7 separate regions of the Mus musculus genome follow, and regions 1, 2, 3, 4, 5 and 6 are each linked to region 7. A link is a contact called in public HiCAR-type, HiChIP or PLAC-seq and promoter capture Hi-C data. All regions are on one chromosome and are shown on one strand. Each heading gives the region's core, a stretch centred on a gene start, on an enhancer-like site or on the middle of the called end of the contact. The rest is flanking DNA. Distances are from core to core; before and after follow the strand shown.

The links. Promoter capture Hi-C pulls out the DNA fragments that hold promoters and counts their contacts. HiCAR-type assays count read pairs that join an accessible place to other places. HiChIP or PLAC-seq counts read pairs in DNA pulled down with a chosen protein or histone mark. Capture Hi-C pulls out chosen DNA fragments and counts their contacts.
Region 1: an H3K4me3 HiChIP or PLAC-seq map of bone marrow-derived macrophages shows a contact between it and region 7, with 4 times the contacts expected there. The contact joins the promoter of Mrps2 here to the promoter of Setx in region 7. A contact is called at or near these places in 1 of 39 promoter capture datasets (the C10 cell line) and 1 of 115 datasets of contacts at active chromatin or transcription factors (bone marrow-derived macrophages).
Region 2: a contact with region 7 is called in a promoter capture Hi-C map of pancreatic islet. The contact joins the promoter of Ralgds here to the promoter of Setx in region 7. A contact is called at or near these places in 2 of 39 promoter capture datasets (liver and pre-B cells), 1 of 484 Hi-C or Micro-C datasets (muscle stem cells), 4 of 115 datasets of contacts at active chromatin or transcription factors (CD8 T cells, memory CD8 T cells, pancreatic cancer cells and 1 more) and 1 of 9 other capture datasets (pancreatic islet).
Region 3: a HiCAR-type map of astrocytes shows a contact between it and region 7, with 2.4 times the contacts expected there. The contact joins the promoter of Slc27a4 here to the promoter of Setx in region 7. A contact is called at or near these places in 5 of 39 promoter capture datasets (the C10 cell line, the SN4741 cell line, cranial neural crest and 2 more) and 5 of 115 datasets of contacts at active chromatin or transcription factors (the NIH/3T3 cell line, astrocytes, embryonic forebrain and 2 more).
Region 4: a promoter capture Hi-C map of pre-B cells shows a contact between it and region 7, with 3 times the contacts expected there. The contact joins the promoter of Gtf3c5 here to the promoter of Setx in region 7. A contact is called at or near these places in 9 of 39 promoter capture datasets (the HPC-7 cell line, cranial neural crest, erythroid cells and 4 more), 5 of 484 Hi-C or Micro-C datasets (Th1 cells, embryonic stem cells, pre-B cells and 1 more), 1 of 115 datasets of contacts at active chromatin or transcription factors (extraembryonic endoderm stem cells) and 1 of 9 other capture datasets (liver).
Region 5: an H3K27ac HiChIP or PLAC-seq map of extraembryonic endoderm stem cells shows a contact between it and region 7. The contact joins the enhancer-like site here to the promoter of Setx in region 7. A contact is called at or near these places in 4 of 39 promoter capture datasets (the 3T3-L1 cell line, cranial neural crest, hippocampal neurons and 1 more), 8 of 115 datasets of contacts at active chromatin or transcription factors (astrocytes, bone marrow-derived macrophages, cardiomyocytes and 5 more) and 2 of 9 other capture datasets (adipose tissue and pancreatic islet).
Region 6: a promoter capture Hi-C map of the HPC-7 cell line shows a contact between it and region 7, with 2.2 times the contacts expected there. The contact joins the enhancer-like site here to the promoter of Setx in region 7. A contact is called at or near these places in 6 of 39 promoter capture datasets (the 3T3-L1 cell line, 3T3-L1-derived adipocytes, the HPC-7 cell line and 3 more), 3 of 115 datasets of contacts at active chromatin or transcription factors (embryonic basal ganglia, large pre-B cells and pancreatic cancer cells) and 1 of 9 other capture datasets (pancreatic islet).

What each region holds. Positions count from the first base shown.
Region 1 is chr2:28,466,721-28,469,420 of GRCm38.p6, reverse strand. Mrps2 (mitochondrial ribosomal protein S2) reads right to left here and starts at 1,355. Exons shown (of 4, transcript NM_080452.3): 1 at 1,279-1,355; 2 at 1,062-1,178; 3 at 471-600. The coding sequence starts at 1,321.
Region 2 is chr2:28,532,087-28,534,786 of GRCm38.p6, reverse strand. Ralgds (ral guanine nucleotide dissociation stimulator) reads right to left here and starts at 1,323. Exons shown (of 18, transcript NM_001145835.1): 1 at 1,054-1,323. The coding sequence starts at 1,236.
Region 3 is chr2:29,801,313-29,804,012 of GRCm38.p6, reverse strand. Slc27a4 (solute carrier family 27 (fatty acid transporter), member 4) reads right to left here and starts at 1,379. Exons shown (of 13, transcript NM_011989.5): 1 at 1,053-1,379.
Region 4 is chr2:28,582,022-28,584,721 of GRCm38.p6, reverse strand. Gtf3c5 (general transcription factor IIIC, polypeptide 5) reads left to right here and starts at 1,443. Exons shown (of 12, transcript NM_148928.3): 1 at 1,443-1,897. The coding sequence starts at 1,745.
Region 5 is chr2:29,710,664-29,713,363 of GRCm38.p6, reverse strand. The region is part of intron 12 of Rapgef1 (Rap guanine nucleotide exchange factor (GEF) 1); the gene reads right to left. Among named protein-coding and RNA genes, the nearest start is that of Gm13420, 40 kb to the left of the region's middle. Within about 2 kb of position 1,318, at least 70 of the 459 cell types and tissues checked have an H3K27ac peak or open chromatin away from gene starts, as enhancers often do. A contact at or near this core is called in extraembryonic endoderm stem cells and trophoblast stem cells, where this site is marked.
Region 6 is chr2:29,738,215-29,740,914 of GRCm38.p6, reverse strand. It overlaps Rapgef1 (Rap guanine nucleotide exchange factor (GEF) 1), which reads right to left. Exons shown (of 26, transcript NM_001039087.1): 26 at 552-2,700. Among named protein-coding and RNA genes, the nearest start is that of Gm13420, 12 kb to the left of the region's middle. Within about 2 kb of position 1,289, at least 83 of the 459 cell types and tissues checked have an H3K27ac peak or open chromatin away from gene starts, as enhancers often do. A contact at or near this core is called in the HPC-7 cell line, liver and pancreatic islet, where this site is marked.
Region 7 is chr2:29,123,605-29,126,304 of GRCm38.p6, reverse strand. Setx (senataxin) reads right to left here and starts at 1,313. Exons shown (of 26, transcript NM_198033.2): 1 at 756-1,313; 2 at 342-453.

The sequences.
Region 1 (2,700 bases), core at 106-2,605, 660 kb after region 7:
GCCAAAAAACCCCCAGGGTAAACGGACCCGTGTGCGTGGAGCTGCCCTGCCCCTTCCACAGCCACCTACCTACCAGCCACCCAGGCTCTTACATTTACCAACTCCCACTACTCCTGCCTAGGGAGTGATGGGCTGGGGACACAGGTGTGGACTTGCGCACAGACAATCAGGTTTGTGGCTCAACCTGTCCCACCTTCTCCCTGTGGAGATTTGAGAACCAACTGCAGATAAACATGAACCCAACCAAGGTGCTCTGCCCAGTTTAACTCTCTAGGGCCACTTCTGTTCTATACAGCAGGTCCTCTCCACCGGGCTCCCCCGCCTGCCATGACCCTCAGTTTTCACCCTGTCTGTGAACCAGCATCAATACTAGCACTGCACTTGGTGTTGCCGCAGACACCCCCACCCTGCCCCCACTTCCAACCCTGACCCAACTCCACCACTCTGCCCACACGGCCTGTGCCAACTACCTATGGCGGCAACCAGCTTTATGTCCCAGGTGTACTCGGGCCTCGAAGAGGCTCTTCACAGAAAACAGCTCCTTGACATTGAAGAAATCCGAATGCTGTAATGGCGTATCTAGGATCCTGCTCTGGAAATCTGAAAAAGAGAGTAAGGGCAGACACTGTGGCCCATCACCAACCAACCAAAGACTCACCAGTCTCCTGGGAGTGGGAAACTCAAAGCTGTGAGGAAACGCCAGGAAAGATCTGGAAGACACAGGGGCATTTTTGCAACACCGAGGGACTAGTGTCAAGGTCTAAAGTGACTGTGTGCGGGGAAAACCTGGCCAAGTCCTCTTCCCTTAATCTCCACAGATGTAAGAGGAAAACGAACCAGGGGCCTCGTTGACTTCGGGTGCCTTAAACGCCCCTCCAGAAGACCAGCAAGATGGACAGATACAAAAGTAAGTCTTCACGGGTTTCGAGAGCTACCAGGCCACAGGGGTTCTATCTCCCTCCCACCACACTTAGATTGGTACTGGGTTCCTTTGGGGACCCTGCAATGACAACCTCTCCACGATTCCGCGCCCCGGCCCAGCTCCACCCGCTGATCTTTACCGTCGCCATCCTGGGGCTCGCTGACTGCGGGGACCGGGGCTCCCGTGACCTTCCTACCATTCTGCTCCGCAGGGCCCGGGATCGCCTTCTGCAGGAAACCTGGCCAGCGCCGCACACCTGCGGGGAAAGAGCCGGTGGGGGCGCGTCCAACCCTCGTCCCTGTCCTCCCCTCTCGGATCCCCGGGTTCCCCCCATCTCCGAGATTCACCGCGCTCACCTGCACACAGCAGCCGGGTCAGCACGGCCGGAGCGGGCGCCATGGCGGGCGCGTGGACAGAGATCCTGCAGAGACTCTTCCTGCCCGGCAGAGCGCCTCCTCCTCTGAGCGCGCGGGGTCGCAGCGCCGCTTGCTGGCCCGGAGGACCCTCTCCGCTGTGCACCGCTCGCTGCGCCCGCATCCTTGTAAATGGGCGAGTTGGCACTGTGACCAGTGGTCTGCACTCAGCTGGGACGTGGGGCTGAGCTAGAATGAGCGACCTCTCACCCACAGCTCGTTCCTCTCGATAAAATTACAGCATCCTCTGGAGGAGGCGACCCTCTTGTTCAAATTGGTTTTTAGAGGTTGTTTTTAGGGTTGCTGTTTTTTTTTGTTGTTGTTTTTGTTTTTGTTTTTGTTTTGTTTTGTTTTGTTTTTCCTGAGACCCGGTTTCTCCGTAGCCTTGAGCCTTGACTGTCATGGTATTCGCTATGTAGACCAGGTTGGCTTGAACTCAGAGAGCAACCCGCCTCTGCCTCTGGAGAGCTGAGATTGAAGGCATGCCCTACCACCGCCCCGTTTATTGTTTGTTTTATAAGTGCATTAAAAAAAACTATTTATTTTATGTATATGAATACACTGTGACTATCTTCAGACACACCAGAAGAGGGCATCAGATCCCATTACAGATGGTCGTGAGCCACCATGTGGTTGCTGGAAATTGAACTCAGGACCTGTGGAAGAGCAGTCAGTGCTCTTAACTGCTGAGTCGTCGCTCCAGCATGCATTTTTTTTATTTTTTAACATTTGTTTTAGTTTTACTTATTTTTTGCCTACATGTATGTATGTGTACCTTGTGAGTGCCTTGTCCCTGTGGAGAGCAGGTGTCTGACCTCCAGGAACTAGAGTTAAAAGTGTTTATGAGTCACCTTGTAGGCTCTGGGAGTTGAATCCAGGTTCCCTACAAGAGCAATGAATGCCCTAAATTGCTGAGCCATCTCTCCATCCCCAAATTACATTAAACTATGACGACAACAACGATGACATTGACAATGATGACGACGACGATGACAGCAACAACAACAACAACAATCTCCCTGACTGGCCAGACATTCATAGAGATCTGACTGCCTCTGTCCCCTGGGTGTTGGAATTATTGGTGCACACCACCACACTGTGCCCTAAGTAATTTTTTATTGTTTGTTTTAAAATTACTATTTATTTTTATTATTGTTGTTAAGACAGGGTTTCACTATATACTCCTGACTGGTCTAGTACTCTCTTTTTAAATCAGGCTGGCCTCGAACTCAGAGATCTGCCTCCTGGCATTGCGCTAGCACGTCATTAATGCTGAACTATGTGCATGGTTCACAAGATCATTTTTTATATTTCACCAATATATGGCCTAGGATTCCCTAAATTTAGCAGCACCTCACATCTAGA
Region 2 (2,700 bases), core at 74-2,573, 590 kb after region 7:
AGGAACAGAACCTTTCAACAGCCCTGCCACAAAGGGTCCTTAGGGATGTAGCCAGACAGAGTCAGAGAGAAGCTTGACACCCCCCTCCAGGAGTGATCAGGCTAGGCCCTTCCAGCACACAAAGCCGGAGACTCTGCCAGACATAATGAAAGCCAGATGAGTGCAGGGCTGGTGGTGGGCCGCCCACCACCAAGCTCCCCGGAGTCCCTCCCCAGCCGCCTCCAGGATGAGACCACTGGGTGAATGAGCAGCCTGGCTTGGGACACCTGCCAAGCACAAGAGGCCTCCTAGGCCTGGGGGCCCCATGACCAGAAGTTCCCGAGTATGCTTTGTCTGAGCCTTCTCTAGGCAGAGCAGGATGCAGGGCTGCCTTGGGATTCCACTACCCCTGGGGCATGGTGGCAGGTGTACACTAAGGTGAAAGGAAGAGGGCACTGCTGGGTGTCCCTGCCCAGGACACTAGAAACAAGCTCCTACCCACATTCACTATTCCCACCACCCACACATAAGGGCATGGTCTCTGAATCTTCCAGCCCATCCCACTCCCTTCCTGCCACTGCCTCCTCTGAACAGCCTCGATGTTCCCGGGTCATTAGACCTATGTCTGACTCAGTGATGGGTATTCAAAGGCCCCTGAGGTCCCACTCACCTCTGGGGAGTTTAGGGCTGTGCCACCACAACCACTTGCTGGCCCACTATATTGTGGCCTCCTCGTGTCACGCGCCCCATTGACAAGGGTTTGAAATGAGGATAGGCCCTCGTGGTTGGAGCATTCACACACCACAGGCGTGTAAATAGTGACAGCATGGAGGGGCTTAAAGGTTTGACTGACTGCAGTAATTGGGGTTGTCACACCTGTGATGAGTGGGAGCAGGTACTGGGATGAATTGAGGGGGCACGGGAATTCAGCTCTGATTCCCCACCTACTGCTGAGGGTGTGCTGGAAGCTGTAATGCCCAACTGGCTGCCCCAGGGCTGATACAGCAGGGGGACTTCTGAGGAAGGAACCCCCCAGCCACACACAATGCTGCAAAGGACGTTGGGCTCACCCACCTCCAGGCGCGGCAGATCAGGGTCGAGCTGCGTGAAGCTGTGCAGCACCACTGGGCAGCTGTCGGGGACGCCCACCTCCAGGCGCACGGCGTCCCACACGCTGCGGCTGCGCCGGGAACCGGGAAACAACGGCTCGGTGCCCCCTATGGGCCCGGCCGCCTCAGCCCACATGCGCTGCACCATGGACGACTCACGGTGGCGCGGGTGGCCGGCGGGCCGCGAGACCCGGGGCAGCGCGGGGCGCAGGGCCGGCGCGGCTCCGCGCTGCCTGCGCTCTGCGCCAGAGGCCGGGCCTCGCTGATGTCAGCTGGGGGCGTGGGCTGCTGGGGGAGTGGTTTCAGAGGGGGCGTGGGCCTCCTCTAGTTGGCAGGCCTGGTGGACAGCGCTTGCATACACAGTCTATGTATTGTGTGGGCGGCCCGTGATGCTGTTTTGCTGAAATCAGATCCACTTCCCGGGAATTCCAGTTACAACACCCCCTAGCTCTGTAGCCTCAGTTTCTTCACCTGGAAAGTATGGGTAATGAAAATGACTTCCTCCAAGAGTGTGACTGGGAGGATGTCAATGAGGTCACTGACTATGTGCTCATATATTAGAGTATGGGGAAGGGTGACCCTGAGGATTGATTGGGCTCAGTGTCCACAGGGCGTTGGCATCCAGTCCAAGCTCCATTGGGAGAGGGATGCTTCCAGCCTCAGCTCCAGTCACCACAGTCATGCACAAACTAGACAAACCTACTATGCAAAAGCAATGCTGGTTACCACTAGGTGAGGTGGCGTACTTTTAAAGGCTTGTTTATTTTATTGTATGTGTACTGTTATTTGCCATGCATGTGTGTACATTGCAGACATGGTAGACGCTGATGCCTGAGGGGAACAAACTGTGAATGCTGGGCCATCTCTCCCGCCACAAGGCCTAAATTTTCTTTGAAATTTTTAATTGTCAGAAAGTATTTTTATGAACAGGCTCCAGTGAATATGATTTAAGAAAAAGATAGGCAGATTTGGCTAGGTGTGGAGATCCCCTAAGGCTGCTCAGAAGCCCGGGCTCTGCCCTATCTCCAGGAAGTCCAGGCGTGTGGGGGTATATCACAGGAAGGCAGTGGCTCCCACACATTCTGTAGGCTTTTCCCCAGCCCCATTCCTGGGCCAAGGACCCGGCAGCAGCTCAGCTTTGTTTCCTGACCCTGCTGCTCTCTCCTATTCTGGCTTTCTTTTTCTAAGGGCCACTTCTCTCTGATACTTAGTCCCCAGGCGTCAACCCTGCGGGCAGGCCGTCGGCAGGCAGGCTGCCTCCAGACACACTAATTGCAGGGATGGACGGTGGCAGAGGTGAGGTTCCATCATCTACTCTGCTTTTCTGGTTGCTGTCCACCTGTTTTATCAAGTTCCTTTCCTGTCTCGCTCTGCATTTCCCTCCTGGGAAGTCTGTTCATGGATATCACATGCACAGACACAGAAACACAGACACACATATGTGTAGGCAGATACACAGAGACATAAAGCCACACAGACAGACAGACAGACAGACAGACAAGCTCCTCACTCCCATAGGCCAACAGCTCAAGCCTTTTTACTCTGACCCCCTTTCACCAATATAAGTGTCCCCATGTTCCTGCCTGCTGCCCTAGACCCCACAGGGCTCACA
Region 3 (2,700 bases), core at 130-2,629, 680 kb before region 7:
GCTTTGGTTCCATGCCAAGTTGGAGGGGCCTTGAAATCTACAGCTCTGGGGTTAAGAAACAAGAGGATGATCTAGCTTCTGGTTCTATCTTTGACCACCTTGTCAAGTGACCTTGTGCTAGCCCCTTTCCTACTTCAGGCCATAGCACCTTGCTCTATGCATTGGGCTAGTAAGACTTGTTCTTAGAACCTTTCTAACCCAAACAGGACAGTCCATTCACCGATATTCAAGCAACCTAACCAGATGGCCGGGAGACAGGTGCTGATAGAAGTGTCTCTCCTAGGGACTCCAGGAGGTTCTGGAAATGACAACACCAAAAAGGGCAGCTTCCTGGGAAGGGAGCCCTGCACAGTCTCTGGCCCACAGACTCAAGGTAGCGTTGTGCCTCTACCGGTCCATAGAGGGCGAGCCAGCAAATGGCTTAGAGGCAGGAGGGGCCTGAGAGGTGACAGCCCAGGGGTAGGGTGGAAAGAGGTGATTGTTGGACAGGAAAAGGATTTGGAAGTACCCACACATTCAGATGGATCTTTGAGGACTAGGGCTGAGAAGGGGAAAGGCTGTGTTGAAGCCCAGGGCAGAGATTAAGGCCCACGCTCTATTCCCTCTTCTTTATGGATTTAGTCAAGAGGACTGCTAATGGATTGCTTTTCTTGGGAAGAGAGGAAGGTCAAAGATATGAAGTAGCCTGAATATCTCCAAGCTAGGCGGAGGACCACGGCCTGGAACACAGGGAATCCCTTATGAGACTGCCTTCTGGAGAAAAGCATAAAGCAATGGGTGGGAGGACTACCGCAGGATCGCTAAGATCCTTAGCTCTCTGACAGAGGCAGTCAAAAAGCAAGCTAGGAGCCGGTCCAAGACCGCTGAGAGAGGAGACAGGACAGGAGGGGCGCCACGGACCGATTGCCTCTAGATAGCCAGGACATCAGAGCGTTCTCGGGGTTGGGAGAAGGAGGGCGCGCCCCTCAGTCCGAGCCGGCACCGCCGTCTCCCCCTGCTCGGCCTGGCACATTTTCCCCGCTCAGAAAGCCGCCGTCCCCGCCTTAGCTCACCCGGCTGCGGCTGCGCGGCGCGGCGCCCCGTCAGGATGCGGCCCGGTTGCGGCAGCGGAGTGCGGTGCGCTGGGGGCATCGGCCGCCCCGGGGCACACACAGCCGAGCCTCGGTGCGTCTGGCCCACTCCTCGTCCTTGTAGGGTCTGTACCTCTGCCCCGCTCCACCCCCACCCGCCTCCCGCACCCGCACCGGCTGTGCCAGCCGGCAGCACCGCCTTCTGTGCCGTCCCCGCAGAGGGCGAGCTTCTGAGTCCGTGCACCTCAGCGCAACCCAGCCCCAGCGCGCCCGACACCGCCCAGCCCCTCCAGCCCTGCGCGCACCACTGCCTCCGCAGCCGCCCGGCCCGCTGGGAGTGGTAGGCTGAGCCGCACGGCATGCTGGGAGTTGTAGTCCTAGTAGTCTAGCTTGTTCAGGCTGCTGAAGTTGCCCTGGTCAGGCAGTGCTCCTTGGGTCGTTCCTCTCTGCCATTTCCTGGACCAGGGGATCCAGGTAGCATAAACCCGCCCACAGACCATTTGAGAATACATAGCCAGAAGCTAAGGCCCAAGTAGAATTTGTTTAACTTATTATTATTATTTACATTTGTTTGCTTATTTGTGTATGTGTAGATACATATGCCAAAGACCCTGTGTGGTCAGAGGACAACTCGTGGGAGTTGGTTCTGTTCTTACACCATGGGCTCCAGGGATCATACTAAGGTTACTAGGCTTGGCCCTCAGTCTTGGGAACAGGCACCTTTTCCTGATCCACCTTGTCAGTCCTGTTTGTTTTTTGAAACAGGGTAGTAACTTTGCCCTGGATCTTGCTGTAGTTAATCTACTTCAGCCCAGAGCGCTGGCATTACAGACATTAACTACTACATTTGTCTTGAAATAGAATTTAGCAAATGTTCAATACCACTTGCTGAAAAAAAAAAAAAGCTGGATTCTGGCAGAATACACAGGGCATTGGGCTTCTAGACCATTCTGGAATGGTCATTCACCACAGCTGAGTATGATTGTTCCCTCAGGACTTTTACAGTTTTCAGTACCTTTGCAAGGTTCAAAAAGAACTGAAGAGCCAGGAGGAGTAGCTTCAGGGGATCTCCTCAAAGGTCAGGATTTAAAGCCTGTGTAACTAACTTTAACCCTGACTGATAACACTCCCGAACACTGGTTCCTTTGTAAACTGTGAGCTTTGTCAGGCTGTGGGCAAGGGTCTAGACTCACAGCCGTTGGATTGAGAGCCTCTGAAAAGTTCTGGGGTGACTATGCAACGTGCCTATTACTGCCTCTGTTCTTAAATAGCCCCTTCAATGACTCAACCTAGTCAAGTTCTTAAGGGGGGAAGGGGCAACCTTCAAGGTCTGTTTATAGGGATTACAGATGACATTTTGGTATGAAGATGGTCTGGACCTGCTCAGGATTGCATCCATTGGAGAGGCTGGATAGTAAGCTAAAGGATGTCTCTAGGGCTATAATAGCAGGTGCCCCATGTTCATAGACATGTGCATCACAGACCAACAAGAGAATCATGTTCTCAGCAGAGAGTTCCAAATCTGTGCCTTCTTATGGATTAAAGGTGGGCTTTAGGGGATCAAGCACAGCGGTGGTGGTGGCACACACCTTTAACCCCAGCACTCGGGAGGCAAAGGCAAATGAATCTC
Region 4 (2,700 bases), core at 194-2,693, 540 kb after region 7:
TCCTCAACGTTATCTTTTCTAGGTGTAATGGTAGGTGGGAGGGAGCCTAGAGATGGGACTCAACACCTTGAACAGTAAGCACCTCTTCCATCACTGAACAGCGTCTCAGCCTCCAATTCCTTTGCTAGTTGTTCTTGCTACTCAATGTGAGTTCTAGAAGGACAGGCTTTCTGATTCATCATCCACTCCCCACAGACCCAGGCATGCAGGAGACTGCATTTCCTAAATGCTAAATGTGTGGACACTGCTTTCATTAGCTGCCTGATCCTTTTGGCTCTTCTCAGCTTCCAGTCTGAAGGGTCTGATTAGATAGGTAAGTTTTTGTTTGTGAGGGTCTGTGCGCCAGATCTGGCTTGGATCCCAGGCAGGACCAAGTCTCTTTCTCTCAGAAGCTTGGCCTGAGGACCTCAGGTTGGTCCTTGTCTTTGTCTCCCCTCCTGCCCTTCTCCGTGGTTCCTGTTCACATACGGACATGCCTCTCTAGAATGAGATTGATTCAGTGTTCTGTGGCCACGTGTCGATCTAGGCCTGGATTGAATGAGTCATGAAAGTGTCGCCTCATTCATTCACTGGCTCACAACATCTTTAGTGAATGTATACTCTGTGTCTACCCCCGTGTTCAGGTCTGAGAGGTCCGCAGCAAAGCAATACTTACCTTTAGGAAGCTGCCAACACAGTAAAGCAAGGCCAGCATTAAGCAAATAAGGCTGTGCTCCCCGATGTGTGCGTCTGAGTGCCGAGTGCACCAAGGAAATCAGCAGACTAGGTTTAGGTTATCATGGTGGATCCCCAGGGGAGATAAAGCCTATACATAAACCTAAGTGATGAAGAGAAGCTGACAGCTAGGTGGTGGGGGGAAAGAGGGGTGAGGGTCCCGCTGAGAACAGGAACAACGTGAGATCGCTTTCTAAGATCATGTTTATATCATAAGGAGAAGAGATGACAGCTGAATATTGAGAGTGTTGCTACATTGGATGAGGGGTTTACCGAGGCTCCATGTAGCTTAGAAGCAGCTTTGTAGGTTCAGGAACCGAACTTCTTCTCATTCAGAGGTAGAAGCACCGAGTTCAGCAGACTTACCTATCTAATCAGACCCTCACAGAACCAACAGGTGAGTAGCCTATGTTGCAAATTTTGCTAAGCATGCTGTGCGTACATCCTAATATGGGATGCGATGTGCATCTAATATTTTACTGTCATCTCTGCAAGATGACAACAAAGGCTTTGAAGCTTGTGTATTAAACTCACAGAGGTGTGATGATAAGAAGTTATCAATTTGTTAATTTACAGTTGCACTCAGCCCTAAATACATGCACACAGGAGCAAGGCTAAGAGGACTCAGTGGACTGCTTTTTCTTTGACAGCCGAAAACCAGCTCAGGGATGAGAGGCGGGCCAGAGGACGCCTGGGGCACGTCTTCAAGCTCTCATTGGACGGGATATCCGGAAAAACCCGGTCGAATCCTGGCTTGTCTTGGTTGGGTCGGCTGGTGGGATACGCCCTCGTCTCGCCCCTTTGTCCAACCCTCTTCATTTTAAATTAAAAAGCCCCCAGTTCTGTGTGGTGTAGCAAAATAAACAGTTGCGGCGACGCACTTCTTCCTGGAGGCCTTCGAGTCTCCATGATTTAAGGAGACGAGAAAGGTAAGGAGGACCGGAACAATTCCTTCGCGGAACCTTTGAGGTGAGGCCTCGCGGAGCCATTTGAGAACGGACCGCGGCGGGCTGGAACCAGACTAGTAGGCATGGCGGCGGCGGAGCCGGATGCGGACCCGAAGGCCGCCATCCCTGTGGACCTGCGGCGGGAACGGCGCTTGGTGTGCGTGGAGTACCCGGGCGTAGTACGTAACGAGGCCAAGATGCTACAGACCCTGGGCGGCGAGGAAAGCGTCTCTCGAGTAAGGAGCTGGGAAACTCCGGGACCGCGGGAAAGGAATCGTGTCTACTGAATGGGCGGGACCACCGGGCGGGAGAGCGGTTTCCGTGGCAACGGAGAGTTTAGGCAAGCTCTAGGACCTGTTGTGAACTAGGCGGTATTTTCTTTCTGTCCCCAAATGTGAGTAGCATGCTTGGCATCTATCCCAGGACAGTGAGCTGCTCTGACCTTATTGCTCTCGGCAGAAAACCGAGGCACGGGAGGAAAGAGAACTTTTCCACCACCTGTAGTTGAAACTAAAAGTGACACAATTCGCCGGCGTTGTATTATGTGGTTAGCACGTACAAAGTGCTCTCCCGCCCCCCCTTGGTTTTTTCGAGACAGGGTTTCTCTGTGTAGCCCAGGCTGACCTCGAACTCAGAAATCCGCCTGCCTCTGCTTCCCAAGTGCTGGGATTAAAGGCGTGTGCCACCACTGCCCGGCTTTTTTTTTTTTTTTTTCCTGAGACAGGGTTTCTCTTACAGCCCTGGCTGTACTGGAACTCTGTAGACCAGGCTGGCCTCGAACTAGAAATCCGCCTGCCTCTGCCTCCCGAGTGCTGGGATTAAAGGCGTGCGCCACCACGGGCCGGCATTTTTTAATTTTTATTTATTTATTTTTTAACATGCCACAGTCCTTTCAATCCCCAGGGCCGGAACTGACAACATCTGCATTTTACAAGTAAACAGGCCACATAACCACACAACAAGTAGTGGACCTAAAGTGATGCTCTGTGGAATCTTGGAATTGTTTCTTTAGAAATGATTTCCCTGAACATCTTAGCAT
Region 5 (2,700 bases), core at 69-2,568, 590 kb before region 7:
CCTAAATCTCAGGAGGAGGCTCCGGCTGCATTTCTGGCCACAGCACAGAAGCCAAATGTTTATATGAGACCTAGGTCTTCTGAAGGGCACATGTGTGATGCCTCAAAGCCTGGATCTAGCAGCTCAGAGAAAGAAAGGATTGTCTGGGCCCAGAACGAGATAGCAGCTGCTGTACAGCCCTTTTCAAACACTGGGGTCCATGGCGATGGACACTTAGCTTTCTTTTTTTGGTAGGGGTGGGTGGGTGAGGGATTCAAGACAGGGTTTCTCTGTGTAGCCAGCCCCGGGTGTCCTAGAACTTGCTCTGCAGACCATGCTGGCTTGAGCTCATAGAGAGCTACCTGCCTTTTCCTCTGGAATACTAGGATTAAAGGCGAACATTACCACAACCAGGCTACATTTAGCTTTCATATTTCAAAGATTTTTGTTTTAAGTCATAAGCATCGTTACAGGCACTTAAACATACCCTCTAAAAGTGGAATCAGCTAGCTATTTTGCTTATCCAGCATCCCAACAGGTCTCTTGGTGGCAGCATTTGGAATGGGTGGAATGGGTGCTAGTAAAGAAAGGCTGCCCAGGACACTCTAGGGGATGGGAGAGGCGGTTCTCTACCGCCCACTCCACAGTATACACAGGGAGTGACCACCCTTGTGACCATCAAGAGTCTGGATGCTGTCACTACTGCTCAAGGGCAGTGTACATATCGACCCAACTCATATTGTTCAGGACAGCTGGGACACAGGTGTGGGGAGCTGGGAGGAAAGAGGTGCAGTTCCAGAACTGGGCGATAATGAAGACACCCCAAGCAGCCCACAGGGCGGCAGAACCTGGAAAGAACAGGAAGAAGTGCCTGGTACAGCATCCGAAGGCTCGAGTAGCTCGGGGTGTCACTCACACCTTGCTTTAGCCAGTCCCTCAGCTTATCTGACTGTCCCTACTGATTGTATGTGATCCTCCCTTTTCATCCTTACAGCTAACCCACTCCTATTCTGATCGCACTGTGGAATCCCATGTCTAAGCTCCTCTTAGAATTACCCAGAGACTGTGTAGAGCTGGCAAGACACTAAATCACGGCATGGGGTTCGACCTATCAGCTGACACACACTGCAAGCACGGTTCCGGAGACTCTTTCCTTTCACTGAAATATCCTATCCTTTTAGCAGGGATTCTTTCCTGGAGCTGGAGCTAAGAATACAGAGTCACAAACGTAAGATGCCTCAACATTCCACAGAAGTGACACACTCAGACCCAAACCTAAGGAAACGCCCTTGTCTGCAATTCTATAGCATACAGCCCAGTTCATCCACAGTCCTCTGCTAACAGCTCAGAAGGAATGAGGAGAAATTCCTAGGGGTGTGTGTGTTTGTGTGTATTAACAGTCAAGGACCAGGACTGCCTGAAACCAAGCTTTGCAAGGTCCGTGGAGGGAGCTTGCTAGAGGTGCCTTCTGGGGAAGAGGTGATCTGTGTGGTAGGGCAGAGGTGACTCAGACTGTCCCATATACCCAGCACTGCGGAGAGCCACGAGAAGGGAGGCTCCACCCTTACAAGGTTCTCCTGAAGGTCCTGGGCACTGAACTGCAAACCCTAGACAAAGGTGGACATCAGACAAGTGCCAAGCTGGTCCCCTACCCAAGCCTTTCCCGGGTGGCTGAAGTCAGTGCCACGCTCCCGAGCACAGGAGAAGCAGCAGTGCAGTGCCAGCTTCTCTGCTTCCCACGCATATGGTGCTTCCTTCCCATGGCTTGATTCAATTCCCTCAATCACACTGTGACCTCAAGAAGACTCCGAGGCCCAGGGAGAAGTCAGTACCTGAGCCCGAGCTGCTTCCAGGGAGTGAACTTGGCTCCATTCTTTTCCCTCTGGGCCTCAGTTGGGATCACAGGAATAAAGGTGGCTGCTTTGGCTCTGGGGCAAATGCAGAGTCCAGAAAGCCAGGCCTCCTTTTGTGTCACTACTGAGCTGTCTACAGACTGATGTAGCCCTCTCCATTGTCCTGTGTCAGTGGCAGGCAGTCCTCCCCTCAGGAGCAGGGTTCCCCCCCCCCCCAAACAGTGATCCTTGTGGTCCCACTGAGTGGCTGTCACGTTGACCCTGAGTCAGGACACCTGACACTTTTCCATTTGTTGCCTGCCAGCTGCTACAACAACAAACCTAGACCAGCCTGACACTGGTGACAAAATAGCCCAACTGTCCTAGCTCCCAAAGATGCTTGCCTGGGCAGATTCATATACCATCCTCCTAACTTGAGTCCCGAGCACAAACAAAGGGCTACTGCTTTAAGCCACAGGGCCTCGGGGCTGTGGGGTAAGCAAAAGCACCCAACCACCACCCAGCCCCATCGGGTTACCTGCTCCTCTCTGTCCTGCTTCCTAGATAAGGGTTGTCCCCCCCCCCTTTTTTTTTCCATTTTTTATTAGGTATTTAGCTCATTTACATTTCCAATGCTATAGCAAAAGTCCCCCATACCCACCCACCCATAATGGGTGGATATTAGCCCAGAAACTTAGGATACCCAAGATATAAGATACAATTTGCTAAACACATTAAACTCAAGAGAACGAAGACCACAGTGTGGACACTTTGCTCCTTCTTAGAATAGGAAACAAAACACCCATGGAAGGAGTTACAGTGACAAAATTTGGAAGTGTGACGAAAGGATGGACCATCTAGTGATTGCCATATCCAGAGATCCATCCCA
Region 6 (2,700 bases), core at 40-2,539, 610 kb before region 7:
ATATGTCCCCAGCAGAAGAGGGCATCAGATTTGTAACTGGAGTTAGAAATTGTAGGTGCTGAGAATTGAACCCAGGTCTTCTGCAAGAGCAGCCAGTGTTCTTAACCGCTGAGCCATCCCTCCAGCCTGACTCCAGCTCTGTAGAGTCAGGTGCTGGCTGTGACCTCCTGGGTGTGGTACTTCATTCCCAGGGTCTGAGGACATCCATGGGTCTGAAAATCACTTGGTCTTCCTCAGCACTTGTATTCGGAAAGACAGAGGAATGAATGACCCTCAGGAGCACAGTGAAGGCAGAGTTTTAAAGCCACTCTCACAGGGTGGGGTGGCATGACTCCTGGGTGTGGATGGTGCTTGTGCATTTATTTCTATCCTTCCTGTGTGAATCTGTGTGTGGCCATCAGCATACCATTTGCAGGAGTCAGCTCTCTCCTGCACATGGGTTCCCAATGCCTACCAGAGCCCTCAGGCCCCACCGTACCCCTCCCCTCCACCTAGGTCACAAACAGCAGGGACTGGCCCGATGCAGATACAGAAGGCCTGGACACAGACATGGCATCAGATGGGCTTTTGTCTGTTTATTTTTCTTTCATATAAAAGTTGCGCGCTTGTTCTGTCTGTAGGAAGATGCACTGTCAGACAGGTTAGTGGGGGGTTTATATTACAGTGCCACACTGGGAGGCATGGAACAGGTGTCTCGGCTTAAGGGCCAGCCAGATCCGGTGTTTGCTTGCCTTACCCACAGGTAATGGCTGGCCTCTGCTGGGAACCCAACTGTCCATGTTGCTTAGTATGTATACAAAGACGAATCTTCACAGCTCTCCCAGACCCCACCACTAAGAAACAGACATGTGGAAGCCAGGCTGCCTGAACACTGGGCTCAGTCGCAGCCAGAGGCAGGTGACTGGGGAAGCCTGCTGGCTAATAAGTTAAACCCACACATCGCACCTCGATATCCCCACACGGAAACTCCAGAGCTGTCCTGGCTCTTGACTTAGTCTGCCTAAGGCTCCCAGGATCATAGGAGGGCCTGGTGATTCTGGGTCTAGAAGGTAAGCCCTCCTTTCTGCCCAGCTCATGCTTGGGAACCAGTAGACATAGACCATAGACCCACTCTGTTGGCTGCAGCACCAGTAGGCTAGGCCTCAGGTAGGCCTGTGCTACACAGGGAGGCTGCAGGGGCCTCTACAGCGCTGGGAGGAAGGACCTCATGTGCAGTGTTCCCCACTTGCACACAGCAGCACTTAGAGCTGGTGAAGGACAGGAAGCAGGGGCAAAGACTGAAATGAAAGGACCTGTAAAAGAGGAACAAACCAAAGACCCACATGACTGCTCACAAGCCGGACTCCACACACACACTCCTTAAACAATCCAATTCCGGCTGCCACCAGAGGGAGCTGACCAAGGGGCTGTTTACAGATGTCCCCTCTCTATTTACAGCACAAATAAACAGAAGAGGGGCCCACAGTTCTTATTTGATAAAAGCTGCTAAAAAAACAAACCCCGAAACCCAGGAGGGTTCAGAGTGACAGTTGTTTCAAACGAGTACCCGGCCAGCAGCTGCTGCTGTCTTTTCTTCTGCTCTGCGGACTGGTTGAGGAAGCAGAGATCCTGGTATTCGTTTGACCAAGCCCCACGACCAGAAGAAAAGGGAGCTTGTCCATGCAAAGCTAATTGGAGGTATGGTGCAGGGCCAGCAGCACCTCTGGATTCTGAACTGCACCCTGCCATTTAGCCCACAGTGGTGGCCACAGGGCCATGCCCAGGGAGATCCTAGCCCTGAGCCCTGAACAGATTGTCAACCTCAGCAGCAGGGGGTGGCTCTGCCACCTGTCTGGAATCAGGAAACCTCTGGAGGCCCTCACGTCCTAGGCCTGCTTAGACTTCTTGGGAACAGACACTCCCAGAGAGCAAACGGGGACTAGGAACCTGCTGGCTGCGGGGGGTGGGGCAAAATAGGAGGGAAGCCCACAGGCCTGGAAGGAACAGGAGATGGCATTTAAGGCACACAGCAAGCACGGAGGGGCTGCTTGCCTCTCCCTAGGTCACTGAAGATCCTTATTCACTCTCTGAAGCACAGTCTTGGCCCCAGCTCAGCATGAACTGTCCCTTCTGCCTCCTCTTCCCGATCCCCAGAGTACCGGTGATGTGGGCTGGGGCTGGGGCTGGGGCTGGGGCTGGACCAGTGGTGGGCGACAGGTGCTACTGGTGCTGCTGCTGTCAGCCCAGCAGGTGCCTTGGTTAGTGGCCGTGCATGGCAGGACAGAGCTGGGGCCACTGCTGTGAGAAGTGTCAGCTCTGTGGCTCTTGCCTACCACCCACCATACTTTCTGGGCCAGGTTGACATGCCTCTCCCTCCATGTTTAAAAAGCAGGAAGTGGGCAGCACAAGATGCCTGCGTGGTCCCTTTCTACCTTCTTCTGTCTCCCAGCCATAGCTCCCCTGGCTCCAGGGTCCCGGAGGGCAGTCTACCCAAGGGTCCTGGGGCCCCTACTTATCTGCCACTTAAGGAGGCTAGGGTGGCCTGGGGACAGTGAAGCCCGCCATTCCCCTGGTCTGCTGCTCAGGTGTCTGCTGCTCTCCAGCTGCAGGGGAGAGGAGGGAACAGGAGGGAGCACTGACAGAAAACAGAAAACAAAACCAGACCAGGGGCCACCAGTACACAAGCCAGCCCTGAGGCCTGCCAGCCAGCTCATTGTGAAC
Region 7 (2,700 bases), core at 64-2,563:
GATCACCTTGTCCCTCTCCTCTGCTGCATCTGAGTCTAGCACTCCTCCTTTCTTGAGTCTTCCTATTCTTTCATCATTTGCCCGAATTACTAAGTCTAATCTCTCTGCCTCACCTGACCTACCTCCAAAAATTCCTAACAAAATGCTGCCAGAGGTTACTGCACACATTAGACTTATTTTAAAAAAAAAATTAAAGATTTGTTTTATTTATATGAGTACAGTGTAGCTATCTTCAGACACACCAGAAGAGGGCATGTCAAGGTATGGATCTATGCCACATTTTTAACTCTAGTACTTATCAAATAACTAAAAAAGAAGTTATTGTTTAATAAGACAATTACCTTGACCAAGGTCCTACAGAGAAGTGATGCTCTTTGTGATTGCTGGGCTTATCTGTGAGATGTGGCTCTGCATTCAGACAGATTCACACTTTGGCCCCCAAAAAGAACATTTCTGAAATTAAAATAAAAACTGATAAAATGTCCCTTACATTATGCATCTCACCTGGGCCTTGTGTCATCTAATGAGTTACCTAGGTCAGGTTAGATCCACACACTACTGGGGGGAACGGCTTAACACTGATCCCCCCCCCCAACTTCCCTAGGGACTGTTCTCCTCCAGGGGCCAAATAGGCACTTGATCACATCCGCTGTGGGCGTACGGGAGGCTGTCCACACCGCAACGCCTGGTACGGCGGGGAGGGCGTCCGGGTGCCCATGCGGAAGCGACGCCAGGACAGAGGGTCGGATCCTTACCCGGGAGGCCTCCCTCGCCCCGAAGCTAAGGGTCCTCGCTGTACATCGTTGCCCAGGGCCGGCGGTGCTGATGCCAGAACAGCAGAGATCCGGGGGCGGGCCTCGCTTGCAGGAAACACCAAGCGCTGCCCGCCCTTGGTAGCAGCGGCAAGCCGCCGCTCTCACCAAACGCAGCTCTCCAGAAGGGTCACAGCAGGCGCCCGCTCCCGCAGGCCGCGCGCAAGTTCCCAACGGCAGTAAGCCGCGCGCCCCTCACCGCGCACGCGCTCTCCTCTCCTGCTCGTTCGCCCGCTCGCGGCTTGTCCGCGGCGCGTCTCACCCCGGCTAGGCCCGGCTGCAGCGCGCTAACCCACCTCCATGCCCCCCGCTAGAACAGCAGACGGAAGGGCAAGGCGACGCCCAACGCCCAACCCGCCGCTGCCGCGAGAGCGGACCCCGCCCTCAGCCCGCCCCCGCCAGAGCCGGCTTGTTGTGGTACACCAAGGGGGCGGACCATGGGGGCGGACGGGAGGTGGAAAGTGCAGCAGCGGGGAACAACCGGCCTGACCGCTGAGTGGCGTCACTTCCGGAACGAGGGGGGTAAGTCCGACCAATCAAGGACTCCCGTCCAAAGGAGCGGTAAATTAGCCGAGGAGCCTGTCCCCGCCCCTTTCCTCGTCCCGCCCCCTTTCTCACCCCGCCCCTTCCCCGACCCTCTTCGGGGAGATGCTTACCTGCTGGTTCCCTTTGGGCTCTTCCGCTCCCCAACGTCCGCGACGTCTGTCACGTTTCCGTCCGAAACCTAAACAATAAAATGTGTGCGTGATTCTGCAAGGGCGCCCCAAGTCGAGGGCTCTGCCCGTTTCCGACCCAGAACAGGCTCCGATAATGGAACACAGTCATGTCAGATTTCCCAAAGGACAGTTGGGTGGCCCAAAACCTCTCCTCCTCAAAAACGGAATTTAGGAAAAAAACAAATCACTTTACAAGCCCGGCAGCCTGTGGTCCCTGTACTCAGAAGGCTTAAAGCCAGCGCATCCAGGCCCAAAGGCCAGCCTCGTACAGAAAGCGATTTCGAGGCCTACATTACATTCACCAAAATTTTAAAATTAAAATAATTCTTTTTTTTAAAAAGGAAAGGGTGTGATGAGGTTTCAACTCCAGACCTGGAGGTCAGCGATTTGGAGGCCTAAATTAACCAAAAATTAAAAGTTAACATTCTTTCTTTTTCTTTTTTTTTTTTTCCTTTTTTTTTTTTTTTTAAAGGAAAGTGTGCAAGAAAGTAACTCAGGAGCACTCACCTGTCACACTGTAACACTGGGTTCCATTGCCAACGCCACAGAAAAGAACAAGGCTCTTAGAGGTGGCAGGTGGGTCAGAGACCTTCCTACCCTGGAGAACCTTAACGCAGAATGAGAAGCCAGCGCCTGAAGCACGAGGGTAAAGCTCTAAGGAACGTTCCAGAAAAGGGGGTGTGGTTTATAAGGCAGCAGATGACCGTTAGAGGGGCTTTAGCCAATCAGGAAGCGGCAGTTGAAGCTGACCGTTATTTTCTCCCCCCCCCCTTTTTTTTCATTTCGTCAAAGGTTTCTATCAAAATCAAAGTTGCAGAAAGTGGTTTCAAACTAGAAGCACTATATGTATGCATGGTTTTTAAAGTAACACATTTATGATAGTTTTTTTTTAAACAAGACTCTTGATAGCTAACTGAAATTTTCAGAAATGAGGGGAAATGATAGAAACTACCCGCAGTTCCTTGTCCCTGATGATACAGATCCTGGCAGAATTCGTAACCCAGATTTCAGACTTCAGCAATATACCATGCTTTATTCGTGAAAGGACATAAATGCTAAGTTACTCTTGAGTGTAAGAAACACAAGTCTGACGCTGGAGCGAGAGCTCAGCAGTTAGGAACACTTACTGATCTTCCAGAGGACCCAGAGTTAATTTTCTAGCGCCACATTGC